4 separate regions of the Mus musculus genome follow, and all the other regions are linked to region 4. A link is a contact called in public Hi-C and HiChIP or PLAC-seq data. All regions are on one chromosome and are shown on one strand. The core of a region is the stretch at or near the end of the contact, and the rest is flanking DNA. Distances in the headings are between cores, read along the strand shown.

Region 1 (4,798 bases), core at 1,952-4,451, 320 kb after region 4:
TGCACCATAGCACAACAAAAGCAGGTATTGCTCCATTAAAGCCAACATAATTACTGTAGCTCACTTACTTAAAGCTCCTTTCATCCTTCTAGGACCTACAGTATTTGTGAAGGTCTATACTCCAGTGTCTCTGGCCCTGGCTGTTTGGGGTCAGGCTGCTCTCCACAGAAACAGAGTCATGCCATCAGAAATCACTATTTCTCTCATATCTGCAAACACTGGCTAGAGGGCTCCGTGTGAATCATCAGCACTCAGAACACACAAGCCTCTATTTGGTCATTTGTGCAATCAGTTCCTCCTACCAAACTGAGCACAGCCTTTGCCACATTTGCTTCTCTTTTGTTGACTCTGGAGCTAAGGTCTGCTGACCTCTCTGGACCTAGGTCCATTCATTTGTTAGTCACTATACCTGCTCTGTCTACCACCAGGCTGACTGTAAAGATCAAATGAAGTCATGGATATAAAAGTAATCTGCAAAGTATTAAAATGTCACACAAGTAATAAAGACATTGCAGTTTACATGGAGTGAGGCATGTCTTTTCTAACCTTGACAGCTTTGGACTCATAATGAAGCCCTAGAACCATTACTTTTAGGAAACTAGGTTACATAGTGTGATGGTTTGTATATGCTCGGTCCACCCAGGGAGTGGCACTGTTAGAAGGTTTGGCACTGTTAGAGTAGGTGTGTCACTGTGGGTGTGGGCTTTAAGACCCTCATCCTAGCTGCCTGGAAGCAAGTATTCTGCTAGCAGCCTTCAGATGAACATGTAGAACTCTCAGCTCCAGCTGCCTGCCAGGATGCTGCTGTGTTCCTGCCTTGATGATAATGGACTAAACTCTGAACCTGTAAGCCAGCACCAATTAATTGTTGTCTTTATAGAGTTGCCTTGGTCATGGTGTCTGTTCACAGCAGTAAAATCGTACCTAAGACACATGATGACCAAGATGATCCTACAAAATAATTGTCCTGTCTTACTAGAAATTCTGGCCTTACGAATTACATTACTAATATATTATTATTATTATTATTATTATTATTGTCATTATTAAATGGTATATTTTCCTTATAGCAGTAAAAATGAGTTTCTTTTTCCTAATGAGTGTAACTCCAGGAGCCCCTGATGCATGGTGTTAATCATACGGAGGGAGGAACAGAAGGGCAAAGAATGCCAAAAAGATGGAAGAAAGAAATGTTGGGCTCTTGGACTTGAGAGTATGACAAGAAGACAATGGCAAGGGAGACTGAGTTTGAGACATAGAATCCAAGAAATCATGATCAAGGTTTAAAAACCCAAGACTGAAATAAAAAGAAATGCCTCCAGTTCATGTCACACTAGCTTTGCATTGTACACTATGAAGTCAGTACACAATAGATTATCTCTGTGGATGTCTATTCCTTACATGGTAAGGGCAGCTGAAATCCAAAGGTGTCCTGTGGTTCTTCAGAGCCTCTAAAGTCTGAGTTTGGTTTGGGCATACTTGTTATTGATGTCCCTTGAATAGTGATTATCATATACTAGACAATAAGGTGATTGTATCTGGGATCTTAGCAATATTCATAGATAAGTAGTGTAAAACTTTTTAATGTGGAAGAAATGCTTGGGCAGGGGACTTCTGCCTTCTTAGCAGAGATCAAGATGTTATCATAAAGGAAGAGAGATTTGATGAAGAGGTAAAGTTGGAGTTTTGTGGGCAGAAGGAAGCCCATTTTAAGGAGGTATAAGATATATTGATGTGTGGTGAGGCCAAATGTTCAAATGTAATGGCTGAAGTGAGCTGAAAGAAGTAAAACCCTAGAAGCTTCTCAGGATGTCACAGAAGTGGGTAGCTAGCCACCTTTCAGAAGCATCAGCCTGCTCTGACACCCTTTCCAAGACTGCAGCACCACCTGTATGTAAAATTTCTAAAGAAGGAAAAACTGTCTCAGCCTAAGTCACTTTAATCATGCAATTTTACAACCGGTTGATTGGAGTACTAGAATTCTCTTTAGCTGAGAATGTGTGATCAGCAAGGAGTTTTGAAAACCCTCGCTCTTGTGCTATAGTAAGAACTGAGAGAATCAGCTCATTCTTGTGTGACCCCTTGGTCAGTTTCCGTGAGGCAGTCTTACAGTTATTTCTTAGTTGACTGTTGTAGCTTGTGGCACTATGTCCGGTACATATTTACAACAAACTAAATGTCCTGTCATTTGTAGTATGGTTAGGTGTCTTCCTTTCAGAAAGTTGGGCTCTCTTGGATTAACTTACCCAGACACATAGTGCCTGAAGACAGACATCAAATTGGCTCTTCCTCCAGGAAAAGGAATGTGTATTCCAGTTTTAGACACAGTACAGTCCAGGGTTGACCTCTTAGGCTTTCTCAGGAGTATTTCAAATTCTGATGTCCCAAGTGAACAGGAAGCTCCTTAAAGCCATGGAGTTGTGGATGGAGTAAAACCTCTGATTCCTTTTGTTGATCCCATGTGCTATGTCACAGGCCTTCAGGGATGCATGGGGTGACACTTTGAGGAACAGATCTGGCCCCTTGATTTATGTTGTGTTCAAAGTCACGTCCCATCAGCTTTCCTGAGAATCAACATAGTATAGCCTGAACACAAGAACTCAACTGAGATCTGATATGGAGTGATCTTTTCCATCTTGATATGCTTCAGGATCCAAGCCTGCTCTGCTCTGCTCTTCAGCAAATACAGACCATCTCCTCTGTGTCAGACCACAGGAAACAGCACTGAATAGGGCTGGATATGCTTTCATGTATCTCTTTTTGAGAGAAGGAAAATAAAAGAAGAAAATAGAAAGTAAAGCAAGAGTGCGACACAGAGCTTCCCCCAGAGATCCCATGCCCTGTCCCCCATTCAGTGCTACTGAAGTCTTCAGAACAAGAAGCCACCCTGATGAGGATGTGCAAGTTTACATCTATTTTTGAAAGCTTTGCTTGTTTGAGTGCTGTTTTCCACTTTCTCACAAAGCCAATGAGAGACATACTAGACATTGGCCTGGGATCAAAGCCCTTTTTGGAAAGCAAACGTCTATGATGTCATGAAAGAGAAGTATTCTCCCTGGTGACAAGGGGTCGCCTGGAGGCTTGCCAGCATATCCACGGTCACCCCTTCTTCAGCACAGTTATCTAACACATACTCACCCTCAGACCTCCAGGCTGCTCTACCCCCTCAGACATCCTGAATTTCTGCAGCAGCCTGTGTGTCATCAAAGCCTCTAGAACTGGAGACTCCACCAAGCCACTCCTTCTCTTGCATCTCCTCCCACTGCAAACCATAATCTTGCAGACAGACAATGAGGATAGGACAGCTATTCAAAAAATCGCGTGGCTGGGGAGGCTCAGGGCATGTCCTGACTGCACCTGCAGGTTTTCCTTTCCTGAGGCCGCTGGGCACTGGCTGTGTTGCACCTGCTGCGGGCCAGTGCCTGCCTCTCAGCACATACCTGGGACTTGCTACAGGCCCTGGCCTGCTTCACATCCTGCTGCTCCATTCCACCTCCTGTGCCCTGCTAACAGCCTAGAGGCCAGCTTGTCTTACCAGCCACCTGATGTTTTCTAAATGTGCACCCACAAAAGGAATAGAAAAGCAGCAGCTTTTTGCCTGTTTCTTGATGCCATGGACAGGGTAGGACACTTCTTGCCATGATTCCATTGGCTTCAGTCAATGTCCTTTCCTGATTATCATACATCATTCAGCAAATCAATCTCATGTTGTGGGCTGGTGTTTGCTTATACTGGACAGATCTTGAAAAGTGATGAGCCAGCTGAATAGGGATGTGCAGCTTAGAAGCATGCACATTTTCTATATAAACAACAGGGTATTGTTGGGCAGCCTCCAGTTGCTGTCTACAAGTGAGTTTATTGAGAGATGGGGAAATGCTAAGAAGTGAGTAGTCATTATACCACTCCCATGCAGGTACTGGGTAATAGCAGAGGGCATACTGGTTCTCATTCTCTGAGTTTCTATATCACTGAATCATTAGTGAGGCTTGCTTTTGATAGCATGCACTAAATGTGTTCCTGTGATTTGTCTGTCAGTCAGCACTCAGCAATAAAAGTTCCACCATGAATGAGGGGACAGGTGTCCCTAACTTTCCTGATCAACAGTAATGTGCATATTAGGAATATTTTTGTGGCAGCAGCCTAGAGTCTTCTTGAACTTTCACTGGTAGGCATTCATGTTTCCACAGAAGTCTGTTGAAGAAGATCATACCTGCTTCACTGGTGATTGGCTCTTATGTTTACTCATCCATGCCACCAATGAACTTTGGCACTGCAAAGAGGGAGGATAGATGACAAGCATTTCCTGAATGAGGGGGAAGAGGAAGAACTGTATCCTTCTTCCATATCCCAATGCCCCTTCACCTAACAAGCCCTTGGGAAGTGGACTATGTGCCAGTGGTGGGAGTCATCTAATTGGGGCAGAGTGGGGTAAGAAGAGAAAAATGGAGGCAGAATAAACAAAAGGCAATGTGTATTAGAGGGAGGAAAATTTTCCTGATGGACTAAATGACAGTCTTAGGTACACAGCAAGCCACAAATTACTGGGCCAGAGAGGGTTGTCCTTTTCTGTAGGAGGCAAATGAATGCAGATGTAGTGACATGTTGAGGGGATTAGTGCATGTCTTGAGCACTCCCTGTTGTAGCTCCCAAGGTTTCCATGCAGAATTCCACAGGTAAGCATGCATGTGCCAGTAAGAGGCATTACAGGACTTCTGTCCACCTGATGGGCACATTTGGTTGAATCAAACAGTTTTCAACTTTTCTCATCCTGTGATCTTTTATACAGTTCCTCATGTTG
Region 2 (5,064 bases), core at 1,693-4,192, 350 kb after region 4:
ATGGACAGATCATGGAAACAGAAACTAAACAGAGACACTGTGAATGTAACAGAAGTTATGAAACAAATATCTATAGAGCATTTTATCCTAAAACTAAAGAGTACACCTTCTTCTCAGCACTTCATGGTACCTTCTCCAAAACTGACCACATAATCAGTCACAAAATAGGCCTCAACAGATACAAGAAGATTGACATAATCCCATGCATCCTATTAGATCATCACAAACTCAGGCTGGTCTTCAATAACAACAAAAAGAATAGATAGAAAGCCCACAATACATGTGGAGGCTGAAAAACACTCTACTCAATGGTAACTCGGTCAAGGAAGAAATAAAGAAAGAAATTGAAGACTTTTTAGATTTTAATGAAAATGAAGCCACAACATACCCAAACATATGGGACACAATGAAAGCAGTGCTAAGAAGAAAACTCATAGCTCTGAGTGCCTCCAAAAAGAAACTGGAGAGAGCAAACACTAGCAGCTTGAAAGCACAAATGAAAGCTGTAGAACAAAAAAGAAGCAAATACACCCAGAGGAGTAGAAGGCAGTGAATAATCAAACTCAGGGCTGAAATCAACCAAGTAGAAATAAAAAGAACTATGCAAAGAATCAACAAAACTAGAAGCTGATTCTTTGAGAAAGTCAACAAGATAGATAAACCCTTAGCCAGACTAAGTAGAGGGCATTTTCCTGGTCATGTCTAGGAATGCTATCTAGTAGCATCCTGGTTTCCTGACTCTTAAAATCTTTCTTCTCCCTCTTCTTTGATTTTTTTCTGAGTCTTAGAAATAAGACTCAGAGATTGATAGATGTGTTGTACATCTATCAATTGGGCTTAGGTACCTCATGGTCCCTTATTCTTTGTATCATGACACATTGTAGATCTTTGAAATAGTCACTAACTGTTGAAAAAAGAGACTTACTTGATGCAGAGTGAGAACTACTTATTTGTGGCTACAAGAGTAATTATTTAGAATATAGTTAGAAATTATACTGGTTTAGGAAAATGGCAATTGTAGGTTCTAGTCTAAGGTTCATGATCCTTCCAGCCATGGTTAGTTGGCTAGGTTTATAGTACCAGACATGAGGCCTCTCCTACTATGTCCAATTAAACAGCTGGTGGTTACTTGAAAGATAAAAGTGCCACCACTGTGGATCGTGTGCCTGTCCAGTCATTTTCCTGGCTCATGGGCCTTTCTCTGGCTAGGTCCACTGATTGGTTGCTCCTCTCCCTTGGCCGCTTGCACAACACTTTAAGATATAAGAGCTAGGCCTCAGGGAGGTTTCCAGGCCAGCTCCAGCTCAATTTCTAGGAATTCTGTCTCTTGAGTGTATGACATCTTCAGCAATAGGATCTCACTTTCAAGCTCTGGAAGACAAAGGGAACAGCTGAGGCCCATATTGTCTTGGGAATCTCTTGTATTCCCCTAGTCAATAACTCAACTGGAGGTTTCTCAAGCCTGGCATTGAATTTTGTATTAGACGGTGTATGGCTCTTGGAAATAGGGAAAACACCCTTACTTCATTATTTTTGAGTTGTTGTCACTGTTAGTGAAGAATTGTGTACTTATGAAGCAGACTTAATCAAATAAACATTGTGTGTGCCAGTTATTAATGTTGTGAGTATTCATTGGAAATGTTTTTACTCATTTTCAAAATAGCATATATTCTCCCAGAAATGGAAGCATTTCAGGAAAACCACAAAAGAACACAATTTCTTATCAAATTTATAAACACCTTAAATGACTGCCATTTTCTGAGAATTTTAAGATGCTCACAGTATAATAGTATATCATAGTTTTCAGTTGGGGCACTACCCCCGTGACATCAATTCTCACACATTGTATCAGATACAAATGATATAAAGGTGCTAGGCCAGAAACCTCCAGAGCTACATTAGAAGTTCACATCCACACCTTCACACAATGGAGCTGGTTTGAAGATGTGACCTCTCCATTTTCATTGTGACCAGTATCTCTTCGACCATCACATAGCTTCTAAATTCACACATCAAACAATACTGCCCTCATCTCAATGATCCACACACTGCTTCTCAGCTCAAGAACAGCTGTTTTTCTGTCTGAGTACAATGCTCTCATGTGTGGTCACCTGCAAGATCTCCTTTACCTATGGACCTGATTGGGAATTGGAAATTGAGCATCTAAAACTGGGAACAGATTCTTTACCGTCTTAGATTTGCTGAGCAATATACTTTTCAATGAAATGCCTCTACGGAAGACAGTGTCTGTACCACCGCAAGTCTCTTTCTTAAAAGTGTTCAGGATGCATGCACGACTGTTTTCTTTATGGATCTCTTATCACACTTCCAGAGCTTAGACCTCAGAGCGTTTTGTTTTCTTTTGTTGTTTTTGTTTTTTCCTCTCTAGAAAGAGCCAGAAAGTAAGTAAAGGCTCTGCTGCTTTCTTGATTCTGGTGTTTTTCTGGGGCATCCTTTTCAACCTGTCTAAAGCTGAAGCCACATGCCTCCCAGATACACACCATATTGCTTCTCTAACTTAAAAGCAAATAAAGAGATCTTTGAATTTAGTGAATGTCTATGAGGGAGCTCGGGCAGCTTGGAACTTGTCCCAGTTATAAAAGGGTAGGATGGATGCCTCCCAAGGAGTTGGAACTCCACAAAGGGATTCTCTTTCCGATCCTCTTGAGGAGGAGCGTGGAGGGGCCATTACTGGTGGAAGCAGGAAGTAGAGACTGGGTAGAAAGAGATCTGGCCCAGAAGTCATAGGAACTCTTGCATTCAGTTCTTACTTACAGTGCTTGCAATTTTTAGTTAAGGTGTCCGTCAACTTCTGCAGCTTCTTTCTGTTCATGATGGGTGTTAATAATATTAGATCTTAGAGTGTCATCTGGAGCAGAGTGCCAGGACGCTCCGGCTCCGGAGCCCCAGGCTGAGGGAGCTTGGTGCAGCCAGCTTGGCTCTGCGCATTTGCGCATTTGCGCATTTGCGGCCCTAACAGACAGTGTGGCCATGGCAACGCCTCAGGTGAAAGCGGCCTCTGTACATAGAGCAGCCATGGCAACGGCTGGGTGGGACACTGATTGGCTCCTGTCAGGGGGCCTCTTGGTCAGCTCAGTAAAGCCTGCCAGTCCTGACTGCCCAGCACAGACACTGTGCCTGCATTTAGTCCCAGTTGCAGCGTTTCAGCCTGACACTTTGCAGACTGTATTGTTTGCCATGTTGGAAATTTCTATTTTCACTTGTCACACCATCATTTCTGTTCACAGCCCCTCAAGACTACATCATAATCAGAAGAGTAAGGTGTGCAAGCTGGATAGATGTTTTGTATGATGAGCACAAGAGCGATTCAGGTTTTCAAGATCTGTGGGGATGCTGGAGGGAAATAGGTGTGTAATTAAAGCAATTATCAGAAGGGAATCTGAACAATTACGGTTTGAACTGTGTTACTCAGAAAGTAGATCTCTCTGTGTCTCTGTCTCTCTCTGTCTCTCTCTCTGTCTCTCCCCCCTCCTTCTTTGGAGTGGGAGTTTTCAGTCAAATTTGCAAAAGGCCAATGTCATATTTTAAGTTCGTTAATTAAAGATACATACTCTTTTTGTTGTTTTGTATAAAATAGAGTTTATTTAGGGCATAAGGAGGGGAGTTGCGAGGGTTGTAGAGGCAGAGAAAGGCAGAGAGAGAGAGAGAGAGAGAGAGAGAGAGAGAGAGAGAGAGAGAGAAGAGAGGAAGGAGGAGGAGAAGGAAGAGGAGGAGGGGAGGAGGAGGAGGAGGAAGAGGAGAAAGAGAGGAGTAGAGATTGGCCATGAGCACATGGAGAGAGAGGGGGAAGGGAATGGGGAGAAAGAGGGTAAGGGACAAGAGGACAGAGCAGAAGCAAGAAGGCAAGAGAGAGAAAGGAGGGGGCAAGCAGCCCCTTTTATAGTGAGTCAGGCACACCTGGCTGTTGCCAGGTAACTATGGGGCGGAGCCTAGATAAAATGCTAACAGTAACAACTTTCCAAACTACATAGACTGACATAACAGCCCAGAAGTTGCCATGGAGACAAATTGGAGAATTTTTCCATGATGCGGAATCCTTCAAGTGGTCAGTTTGCAGCCACACCTAGTTCTTCTATTGAAAACCCTTCCCTAGTCTCTTGAAATCACTCAAATTTATAATTGTCTAATTTTATAATTTTGAAATGGTAATAAGACATCAGCCACACAGAATATAACCTACTGAGAGTCCTTTCCATCAGTATAATTTTCTGCAAATCCATCCAGGAAATTTTGCCTTTTTATTGCTGAATAGTATTCCATGATTTATATGTGCCATATTCTGTTTATACACCCATGCACTGAAGACCTTCAGCCTTCAGTTTTAAGCTCTTAACAGGGAAGATACTATAGACCATTTCTCATATGAATGAGAGTTAAGTTCTCTGGAATGAGCACCTAGGATTGCTAGTACATATGGCAGCTGTATGATTGCAATTTAGAAATTGTGAGATTGCTTTCCAGAGAGTCTGAACATTGTGAGGCCACAGCCTAGTGTCTCCTCATCGCTGTCTGTACTTGGTGCCCTCACTGTTTTTGTTTGTTCAGCTTTTAAAGCAAACACAACCATTCTAATGGGTATGTGTTGACATCATGAGTTTTAACTTGCATCCTTAGCTGATCAAGTAGGGCTGTCTTCACCGTTATGGCATCTTCCATGTATTCTGTCTGCTCAAATATTCACTCACATCTTGGGCAAGATTGGATTTTTTTTTAAATCTATATGGTTTTGCATTTTAAGTCCATAAATTAAATTCATGATGAATTTTGAGTTGGCTATTGCAGAGGTAGGAGATTTAAGTCAGGGATCATTTGTTGCCTGATTATATCCAGAACGTCCACAGCTGTTGCTGACAATTCCATTGAGCTTCTTCTGAATGGATTCCTTCCACTAATTGTTACATTTTAGTTACGGTGTTTGTCACCTCACAGTTATTCACTCAGTCCTTTCTATTTCTTTGGGGAAAGGGGAGGAAAGGGTACATTTGTAGTCTATCATTGAAGAAAGTCAGGACAGGAACTCAAGCAGGGCAGGAACCTGGAGGC
Region 3 (4,660 bases), core at 318-2,817, 370 kb after region 4:
ATGATGGGCGTATAAAGCAGTCCAAGGGCTTCACAAAACAATGAAAGCTTCTTATGAGATAAATGCACAGTTGCTTCAAAACAATCATTGTACATCTCAAGAGTAATGAAAAAATAAAAATTCCAGAATAAGAATATGCTTAGTAATTTTATCCATAAGAGAAAAAATAAAATAAAATAAAATTTTGGAAATAAGCCAGATTTTAGCTAAGTATAATGAATAAAAAATTGTTAGTCATAAAATAAGACTTCAAAGGCATGATGATGAAGTTAGACCTTAAATAAAATATACTTCATGATTCCACTTCTAGCAGCTCTGAGAATTAATTTCTGTGGTAGTTGTAAAGTGACTCCAAGTACCATGTCTGTCAAAGCCACTTAAGCTGAAGGTAAGATTTACTTTGTTTCCTGCCACACCTCCATACCTAGATCAGTGGTTGTGCAAAGAACACACTCGGCTTCTTTTCATACTCTGTTATTCTTTTCCTCATTTACTAAACACAGTTACTCAGCTATGTGCTCAGTCTGTGTAGGTTCAGATCTCAGGACACTGTCCTGGACCACTTCTTTTCTCACATAGGGTTGACTGCCCTTCACATTGCCATCACATTGCAGTGTAGTGGCTGCTTTCATGCGTCCTGAGAATTGGCTCAGAGTTTGTTGTTGAAAAAGCATACTGTAAGCACTCATCCAGTATTCACTAAGAAAATACCAGAAAAAGGAAGAAGGGAAAGGAAAATAAAAAAGGGAAGAGGAAGAGGGAGAAGGGAAGAAATTTGTTTCCTTTTTTGACATGTGATTTAGACTTGAGGGCATATAACAGAAATATTTACATACTCTAAGAATGGCTCTAAGAATTCTCAGACTACCTGGTACCTGGTCTTCCCCTCCCTTTGTTTGCTGTCCTTCCTGCCCCTGCTCCTGTCTTTGCTCTAAGCAAGTTGTTTGCATTCTGAGTTGTGAAGAAGCAGAGCACAGGGGCTGGGAGGGGTCAGAGGGTGAGGCTCAGGTAAAAAAGTCTGAGTCACCCTGTGGCAGATGAAGCTGGAGTGTGCCTGGCATGTCTCCTTGATGCCTGTCCAAGGCAAAGGTAGACAGCTGCCTGACAGACAGGCCTAGTCCCAACAGGTTACAGTAAATGGCATCACCCTGAACACCAGGCAATCCCCTGTATGAGTTATATTCAGCTTGAATGAGTCATATTTCACTTTCTTTTCAGCCTTTAATGGCTTGATGACTTGGTAGGCAAGTAGGTGGGGACAAGTTTTTCTCTGATGATACAGGGTCTGATAATACATAACTTGTCCCACCTTCTGCTGCCCGACATGACTCCTTCAAGACCTGGTGTGAGTAGTCACAGGTCCCCTAGGAGCCAGAGGCAGACACCTTACCTAAAGAATGGTGCTTAAGTAAGTCCATTTTTTATGTAAGAAGGCCTCTTCCTTTTCCATCTGTGTTTTGCTCCTGACTTTACAAAGTCAAAAGTTTATGTCATCATCATCTAGGAGAAGACAGAGAAAACATATTTGAGTACTACTATGTCCTCTGAGCTTTGACTGCACATTTTTTTGCTCTTTCGTCAGAAAACTAAGATGTGCCTAAACCATTGACCACATTAACCACAGGAACTCTTAAAAGCATTTTCCATTTTTCTCATGGTTTTAGAAACAAAATACATAGCAAGAATTTAGCTTTGACTTGCTACTTGTAACTGTCTTTTCATTTTTAGAACACTTGTAGATATTATTTAAAGATAAAAATCCTATTTTACACTATGCAACTGCGGAGATATGGCTCCAAAGGCCACATCAAAGACTACTGCATATGGTCAGGATAAGGCCATCCTATTATAGTTTCTGTGAATATGGATATCTCCATATTAACTTCAACTCTGAGACTTATAACCACTGCCAACTTTGTTGGGTTTAGATTCACTAAATAGACATACTTCTGGATGTTAGCAATGGGGTCCTAGGAGGGCATAGGAGAGTGCAAGATACACACAATAGGTGGTGAAGGCCATTGGTCCTTAGTCATCCTAAGCTGCAGAGGCTCATGCTCATGGGAGTGGAATGCATCTGCAGAACTGAGGATGGAAGAAAGGTGTGAGTAATAAAGAGTTATAAAAGCTAGTGTCTGAATGTTACTCTGGGGCTAGTTTTATGGTGTTTGGAGCTTTTAGGAAGATCTGTGAATACACACACACCTTGTCCTTCTTCGATTACCGGGTTTAACCAGTAAGAGTTGCCCTTATTATCTGCATGGAGAACTCTACCACCTCTACTGCTCCTTCTTGATGCCAGCCATATTTCTAGGTTGTGAGGATGTCTAAGTCTTTAATAGTCTATTTAAAATTAGGGTCTTCTGACTCCTCTGACTCTCAGTTTATGAGAGATGGTGTGGGTTAGAGTGGAGAGAACATGCTTAGGGGCTAAGAGCACTTGCTGAATAAACATGAATCTGAGTTCAGATTCCAGGACCTATGTAAAAATGCCAGGCATGTAACTCCAATACTGTGAGGGGTGGATACAGAAGAATTGCTGGGACTTATTGGTCCTTCTTGCTACCAGTCATATTTCTGGGTTTTGAAAATGTCAGTCATTAATAGTCTAGTTGAAATTAGGGGTTTCTAACTCTTCTGACTCTCGTTTATGAAAAATGGAGTGGATTAGAGTGGAGAGGACAAAACTGAACACTGGAGTCAAGCACACATGGACTCCATGGATGTGAAAAGATCAGAGGTGAAAGACTCCTGATCCGGCTCCCAGCCCCCAACTCTGTACCCACTCTGCAATTGCCCACAGAGCCCACAGAGTTCTAAGAACAGCAGGAACTTAGAACTCTTCTCAGCATTCAGTATAAACTTGGGAATGAAGTCGACTCTGAACACTCTGACACCTTAGTCTGTTCCTCCTCTTTGGAGTCCTGTCTTCAAATCACCATGCTTCAAGGCGCTCTCAGTTGGTGAACATTTGATATTTCTGCATTGCCAATATCCCCAAAGTACCATTTCTTTTTTTTTCTTTTTTTTTAATTAGGTATTTATTTCATTTACATTTCCAATGCTATCCCAAAAGTCCCCCACCCGCTCCCCCACCAACTCCCCCACCTACCCACTCCCACTTCTTGGCCCTGTCGTTCCCCTGTACTTAGGCATATAAAGTTTGCATGACCAATGGGACTCTCTTTCCACTGATGGCCAACTAGGCCATTTTCTGATTCATATGCAGCTAGAGACACAAGCTCGGTGGGGGCAGGGGGTACTGGTTAGTTCATATTGTTGTTCCACCTTTAGGGTTGCAGATCCCTTTAGCTCCTTGGGTGCTTTCTCTAGCTCCTCCATTGGGGGCTCTGTGATCCATCCAATAGATGACTGTGAGCATCCACTTCTGTGTTTGCTAGGCCCCGGCATAGTCTCACAAGAGACAACTATATCTGGGTCCTTTCAGCAAAATCTTGGTAGTGTATGCAATGGTGTCAGCGTTTGGAGGCTGATTATGGGGTGGATCCCTGGATATGGCAGTCTCTAGATGGTCCATCCTTTCGTAACAGCTCCAAACCTTGTCTCTGTAACTCCTTCCATGGGTGTTTTGTTCCAAATGCTAAGAAGGGGCAAAGTGTCAACACTGGTCTTCGTTCTTCTTGGGTTTCATGTGTTTTGCAAATTGTAATTTATATCTTGGGTATTCTAAGTTCCTGGACTAATATCCACTTATCAGTGAGTACATATCATTTGAGTTCTTTTGTGATTGGGTTACCTCACTCAGGATGATGCCCTCCAGGACCAACCATTTGCCTAGGAACTTCATAAATTCATTCTTTTTAATATCTGAGTACTACTCCATTGTGTAAATGTACCACATTTTCTGTATCCATTCCTCTGTTGAGGGGCATCTGGGTTCTTTCCAGCTTCTGGCTATTATAAATAAGGCTGCTATGAACATAGTGGAGCATGTGTCCTTCTTACCAGTTGGGGCATCTTCTGGATAAATGCCCAGGAGAGGTATTGCTGGATCCTCCGGTAGTACTATGTCCAATTTTCTGAGGAACCGCCAGACTGATTTCCAGAGTGGTTGTACAAGCCTGCAATCCCACCAACATTGTAGGAGTGTTCCTCTTTCTCCACATCCTCACTAGCATCTGCTGTCACCTGAATTCTTGATCTTAGCCATTCTGACTGGAGTGAAGTGGAATCTCAGGTTTGTTTTGATTTGCATTTCCCTGGTGATTAAGGATGTTGAACATTTTTTCAGGTGCTTCTCTGCCATTCGGTATTCCTCATGTGAGAATTCTTTGTTCAGCTCTGAGCCCCATTTTTTAATGGGGTTATTTCATTTTTTTGAGTCCACCTTCTTGAGTTCTTTATATATATTGGATATTAGTCCCCTATCTGATTTAGGATAGGTAAAGCTCCTTTCTGAATCTGTTGGTGGTCTTTTTGTCTTATTGACGGTGTCTTTTGCCTTGCAGAAACTTTGCAACTTTATGAGGTCCCATTTGTCAATTCTCGGTCTTACAGCACAAGCCATTGCTGTTCTATTCAGGAATTTTTCCCCTGTACCCATATCTTAGAGGCTTTTCTCTAATTGCTCCTCTATAAGTTTCAGTGTCTCTGGTTTTATGTGGAGTTCCTTAATCCACTTAGATTTGACCTTAGTACA
Region 4 (5,166 bases), core at 1,671-4,170:
GGGTAGAGTACCTTCTACTTCTATTTTGTGGAATAGTTTGTGCAGAACTGGAATTAGATCTTCTTTGAAGGTCTGATAGAACTCTGCACTAAACCCATCTGGTCCTGGGCTTTTTTTGGCTGGGAGACTATTAATAACTGCTTCTATTTCTTTAGGGGATATGGGACTGTTTAGATGGTCAACTTGATCCTGATTCAACTTTGGTACCTGGTATCTGTCCAGAAATTTGTCCATTTCGTCCAGGTTTTCCAGTTTTGTTGAGTATAGCCTTTTGTAGAAGGATCTGATGGTGTTTTGGATTTCTTCAGGATCTGTTGTTATGTCTCCCTTTTCATTTCTGATTTTGTTAATTAGGATTTTGTCCCTGTGCCCTCTAGTGTGTCTAGCTAAGGGTTTATCTATCTTGTTGATTTTCTCAAAGAACCAACTCCTCGTTTGGTTAATTCTTTGAATAGTTCTTCTTGTTTCCACTTGGTTGATTTCACACTTGAGTTTGATTATTTCCTGCCGTCTACTCCTCTTGGGTGAATTTGCTTCCTTTTTTTCTAGAGCTTTTAGATGTGTTGTCAAGCTGCTAGTATGTGCTCTCTCCCGTTTCTTCTTGGAGGCACTCAGAGCTATGAGTTTCCCTCTTAGAAATGCTTTCATTGTGTCCCATAGGTTTGGGTACGTTGTGGCTTCATTTTCATTAAACTCTAAAAAGTCTTTAATTTCTTTCTTTATTCCTTCCATGACCAAGGTATCATGTACTCACTGATAAGTGGATATTAGCCCAAAACCTAGGATACCCAAGATATAAGATACAATTTCCTAAACACATGAAACTCAAGAAAAATGAAGACTGAAGTGTGGACACTATGCCCCTCCTTAGAAGTGGGAACAAAACACCCATGGAAGGAGTTACAGAGACAAAGTTTGGAGCTGAGATGAAAGGATGGACCATGTAGAGACTGCCATATCCAGGGATCCACCCCATAATCAGCATCCAAACCCTGACACCATTGCATACACTAGCAAGATTTTATCGAAAGGACCCAGATGTAGCTGTCTCTTGTGAGACTATGCCGGGGCCTAACAAACACAGAAGTGGATGCTCACAGTCAGCTAATGGATGGATCACAGGGCTCCCAATGGAGGAGCTAGAGAAAGTACCCAAGGAGCTAAAGGGATCTGCAACCCTATAGGTGGAACAACATTATGAACTAACCAGTACCCCGGAGCTCTTGTCTCTAGCTGCATATGTATCAAAAGATGGCCTAGTCGGCCATCACTGGAAAGAGAGGCCCATTGGACTTGCAAACTTTATATGCCCCAGTACAGGGGAAAGCCAGGGCCAAAAAGGGGGAGTGGGTGGGTAGGGGAGTGGGGGTGGGTGGGTATGGGGGACTTTTGGTATAGCATTGGAAATGTAAATGAGCTAAATACCTAATAAAAAATGGAAAAAAAATAAAATACAAATGTGAAAAAAAAAGTATATCACTGTGCTTATCTGAACACAAATAGAAAAAGATTATAGTGGAGGAAATACCATGTGACCACACAGTCAGCTAGATTTATAGCCATGAGACCAGAAGTAGTGGCGAGAGCCAGTGGAGGATTTCGAAACACACAGTGTTCCCCACTAAAGTTATAAGTTTTGCTTTGCTGGGCATTATCTTGTACTTTGTTGGTTTAAATGAAAGTTTCTTTCAAGTTGTTTAAATTCAAATGCCAGGGTCCAGTTGAGGCCAGTAATTATGGAGAAAACCATCATTAGGCAGAAATTTAAGTTTCAAGTCCACAAACATACAAATAGTAATTGGTACTGAGCTGCTGCCTTGGATAGGCAGAATAAATGCCCTCAATTGCTATCAAAAGGAAAATTCCCAAGGATTTCTGCAAGTTTTTATGTTATTTGAAGTATGTAATGATATTGTTTTAATACACTCCTCACTTAACTCCAAACACCGTTGGGGTTGCTCTGGTGCTGCTGTGTTCAAATACTAAATTCTATACCCCAAGATCTGGTTACCCCAAAAGGAGCAAATTCTCATGTATACCAGCTTTTGTTGTTCAAACCTTGCTTCTTAATTTAAAACTATTGGTTAAATAAAACTGGTGACAGCCAATTACTGGAGGAAATAGAGATAGGTGGGTTTTAAGTTACCTGGCTGGGGGGTCACAGTAGGAGAAAAGGGAGAAGGGGAAATAAGAGAGGAGGTAAAGAGAGGAGGAGGCAGCCATGAGAAAAGATGGACCATGTGCATGTGCCCAGGAGAAACACCAAGTAACATGGGATATGTGGCTGGGATGTAAGTTATAATAGCTCAAAACCTGTCCAACCTAGGCTTACAACTTGTAAATAAATACCTGGATTGTGTGTCCTTCATACAGAATATATAATTCCTATTATAAAACAGACTACAGTTGATGAAGAGTTCTGTAGAAGCTGGTTGTAATACTGCATTTAATGTTTATATTATGTACACATCCATGTATCTGTCTATCTGTTTAATAGAAAAGAACCATAAATTTGCAAAAAAAACAAAACCAAAACAAAAACAAAAAACAAAACAAAACAAAAAAACTGTGTTGGATCACACAGAAAAGGGTCTCTAATACAGCTCTACATTAGGTGCTATTATTCCATTAAGATGTTTAGAATTTTCAAAATAGAATTACATTTTTGGTGTTTTTCCTTCTCCGGCTTGCCCCCTACTGAAACTAAAAACTATATGCTAAAAAGCATAATTCTGAAGTTTATAGATACATTAAATCTGCTAAAGTTTTCTAGCCTTGATTTTCAAAGTTAAATGAGAATCTTGCCAAATGCCTAGGGTGGCAGACAAGGAAGGAAAGAGAACTGTAGCCCATAGACTGTGGGAAAGATGAGTGTCACTTTCGGGGGTTCTATATATAGGCATCAACACATGGTCATCACTGGTGACCTAGTGGTACACAGCCTTGACTTATGGGAGAATTCTGCTGGCGACCTCATGTTCAACCCTTAAGTGACCAGAAGAATTCAAAGCTTTTCCTCCAGACTATTTATTTGTAGCAAAAGCTTTGCCTCCGGTTAGAGCATAAACTGAACTAGATTTCCCTCATGAGTATAATGCAAAGATCCTGGAAATGTGCCACAGTGCATTTTGGTGAGCTTGCTGCACTTCACTGGGATCAGCAGAGACTCTCCTCTCACTGACATAAACATGCCAGAGCTTCTGGGTCCTTGCTCAGAGCTTCCAGGCCCAACTCCTGTAGCCACTGAAGGCCTCCCACGCCAAGCTGTGTGAAGTCATCAGACAATCCTGGTGGTTCTTTTTATTTTCCCTGATGAAAACTAAACATTCTCATGTTTCCCTTGGCTTGAAAGTCTCTTCCATTCAGCGCTCTAGGCTGGCCTGGCTGCTGTGTATGCACATGACACCCAGTGCATGTTTTGCAGGTTGCTCTTTACAGATGTGAAGGGTAGCAGGGTTTGCCTGCATTAGGGGGGTACTACTCTCAGGTTCTGCCAGCATTGTGAGATCCACCCAGGCCCCATACGCACTGCTCACAATTACATGCCACCCTCACAGACTACTTGTAAGGTGCTGGCAGCACCCCCTACTCCCATTCCTAATAAGGCAACGGATGCACGGAGCAGTTGGAGGTTCTGAGCACAACTTCTTATAAAAATAAAACAAAACAGTGAAGAGAAGATTTAAATACAGAGCTACGCTGATCTATTTAGTGTTCCTTTTAAAGTGCTCTGCTTCTCATGGAGAAGAAAAGGCAGTGAGTGAGGTTGATAAAATGACTAGATCTGTCCTGCCACATAAGTTCTGTTCCTAAAAGTCTATACACTTACCCACTATATCACTTTCATTCTCAGCATTATTATAACATCAGTTTATTTTGTGGATGGTAATATAAAAATTGTAGTAATAAGAAAAAAGATATGAATGTGAGAAAGATACCAAGGAGAGGGTCTGATAGCCGGTGGCTCATTTGTGTCTCAGAAAGGTGTCACATGGCTTGGAGCCCATGATAAATGCTATACCCTTTTCTTTATGTAGGACAGAGATGATACTCCACTTTCCCACATAGCTTCATACAAGCAAGCCCAGGCTCAGGAGGACCTAGTGCTAAGGCTGCACTTCTCTGGGGACACCTCTAGATGCCCCAATGTTCCAGCCAGTGGAGAAACTGTGGCAGTTACAAAAATATGACTTACTGGAGAAATATGGATCTCATTTATGTCACTGTTAACTGACTCACAATTGTCTCATCTGGGTCAAATCATCCTTGAGTGTCCTCATGGCAAAGACAGATGAAACCTTGGTTCTATTGGCTAGTGTCCTCTTCATCATCCCCAAATAAGTGACCTAGGAAGGAGTGGGGAGTTACAAGGAAGAGATGACCACATTATAATGTAGAAAAAAAGGTTTAGTTTGCTACGAAAAGGTGAATGAGGGAAGAGAAAGATAAGTAACAAATCTTTCCCCTCCCCCCATGCACATGAGCACACGCCTGGGCCTGGGTGAGGGCTCCTCCCTGATACAAGCAAAGCTGTTGAGAATGAGAACACCAGCCACAGTAGTGAAGTCATGCAAATGCTATGCTTCCAAAGGCCACAGGAACTGTGGAAAGATTTATGTAAATATCTCATGCATTCTTGGGATCTAAGGTTTATGGAAATGAAAACCACAGAGTAAAAATTCTATGCCACATTTATTCCTCCATCTTCCTCTGCTGCTTCACAATAAACTTATGGGGCAGTTTCTGTATCAGTTAATAAGATCAATTATTTCACTTTTATCACCAGAAACACATGAACTGCAATGTGTAGCAAAAACTGAACCTGACAAAACTCAGTTTGGGAAGAAAAGGAATGGATATTACTGTGTTACTGTGTATGCCATAGCCCAGCATGGAGCCTGAGATATGTAAGCAAGAGTAGAAGCAACATAACTAGTTTTCCATGAGCTATGGGCTTTCTTCTCCTTGCTTCTTAATTTTGTGGTGGATTTTAGAGTGGGATGTTTCACACACAGATCATAGCTCAGATATTCAAGTTGGTGATTGACTTAGTCAGGGTTTCTATTCCTGCACAAACATCATGACCAAGAAGCAAGTTGGGGAGGAAAGGGTTTATTTGGCTTATACTTCCATACTGCTGTTCATCAACAAGGAAGTCAGGATTGG

What was found. Hi-C and Micro-C count contacts between places; a contact is called where the count stands out from the background. HiChIP or PLAC-seq counts read pairs in DNA pulled down with a chosen protein or histone mark.
Region 1: a contact with region 4 is called in a Hi-C map of uterus. The contact joins two enhancer-like sites. A contact is called at or near these places in 1 of 484 Hi-C or Micro-C datasets (uterus) and 2 of 115 datasets of contacts at active chromatin or transcription factors (astrocytes and vascular smooth muscle cells).
Region 2: an H3K27ac HiChIP or PLAC-seq map of embryonic fibroblasts shows a contact between it and region 4, with 4 times the contacts expected there. The contact joins the promoter of Efcab1 here to the enhancer-like site in region 4. A contact is called at or near these places in 1 of 39 promoter capture datasets (pre-B cells), 1 of 484 Hi-C or Micro-C datasets (uterus), 2 of 115 datasets of contacts at active chromatin or transcription factors (astrocytes and embryonic fibroblasts) and 1 of 9 other capture datasets (adipose tissue).
Region 3: an H3K27ac HiChIP or PLAC-seq map of embryonic fibroblasts shows a contact between it and region 4, with 4 times the contacts expected there. The contact joins two enhancer-like sites. A contact is called at or near these places in 1 of 484 Hi-C or Micro-C datasets (uterus) and 3 of 115 datasets of contacts at active chromatin or transcription factors (astrocytes, embryonic fibroblasts and vascular smooth muscle cells).

Annotation. Positions count from the first base shown.
Region 1 is chr16:14,935,249-14,940,046 of GRCm38.p6, reverse strand. Gm33696 (a long non-coding RNA gene) reads left to right here. Exons shown (of 3, transcript XR_384708.4): 2 at 4,188-4,221. It also overlaps a transcript of Efcab1 not described here. Among named protein-coding and RNA genes, the nearest start is that of Gm33696, 3.2 kb to the left of the region's middle. Within about 2 kb of position 3,201, at least 20 of the 459 cell types and tissues checked have an H3K27ac peak or open chromatin away from gene starts, as enhancers often do. A contact at or near this core is called in uterus, where this site is marked.
Region 2 is chr16:14,904,524-14,909,587 of GRCm38.p6, reverse strand. It overlaps Efcab1 (EF-hand calcium binding domain 1), which reads right to left and starts at 2,942. Exons shown (of 6, transcript NM_025769.3): 1 at 2,776-2,942. The coding sequence starts at 2,833. The region is part of intron 2 of Gm33696 (a long non-coding RNA gene); the gene reads left to right.
Region 3 is chr16:14,882,043-14,886,702 of GRCm38.p6, reverse strand. No RefSeq gene overlaps it. Among named protein-coding and RNA genes, the nearest start is that of Efcab1, 22 kb to the left of the region's middle. Within about 2 kb of position 1,567, at least 41 of the 459 cell types and tissues checked have an H3K27ac peak or open chromatin away from gene starts, as enhancers often do. A contact at or near this core is called in embryonic fibroblasts, where this site is marked.
Region 4 is chr16:15,251,260-15,256,425 of GRCm38.p6, reverse strand. No RefSeq gene overlaps it. Among named protein-coding and RNA genes, the nearest start is that of Gm41423, 140 kb to the right of the region's middle. Within about 2 kb of position 2,920, at least 63 of the 459 cell types and tissues checked have an H3K27ac peak or open chromatin away from gene starts, as enhancers often do. A contact at or near this core is called in embryonic fibroblasts and uterus, where this site is marked.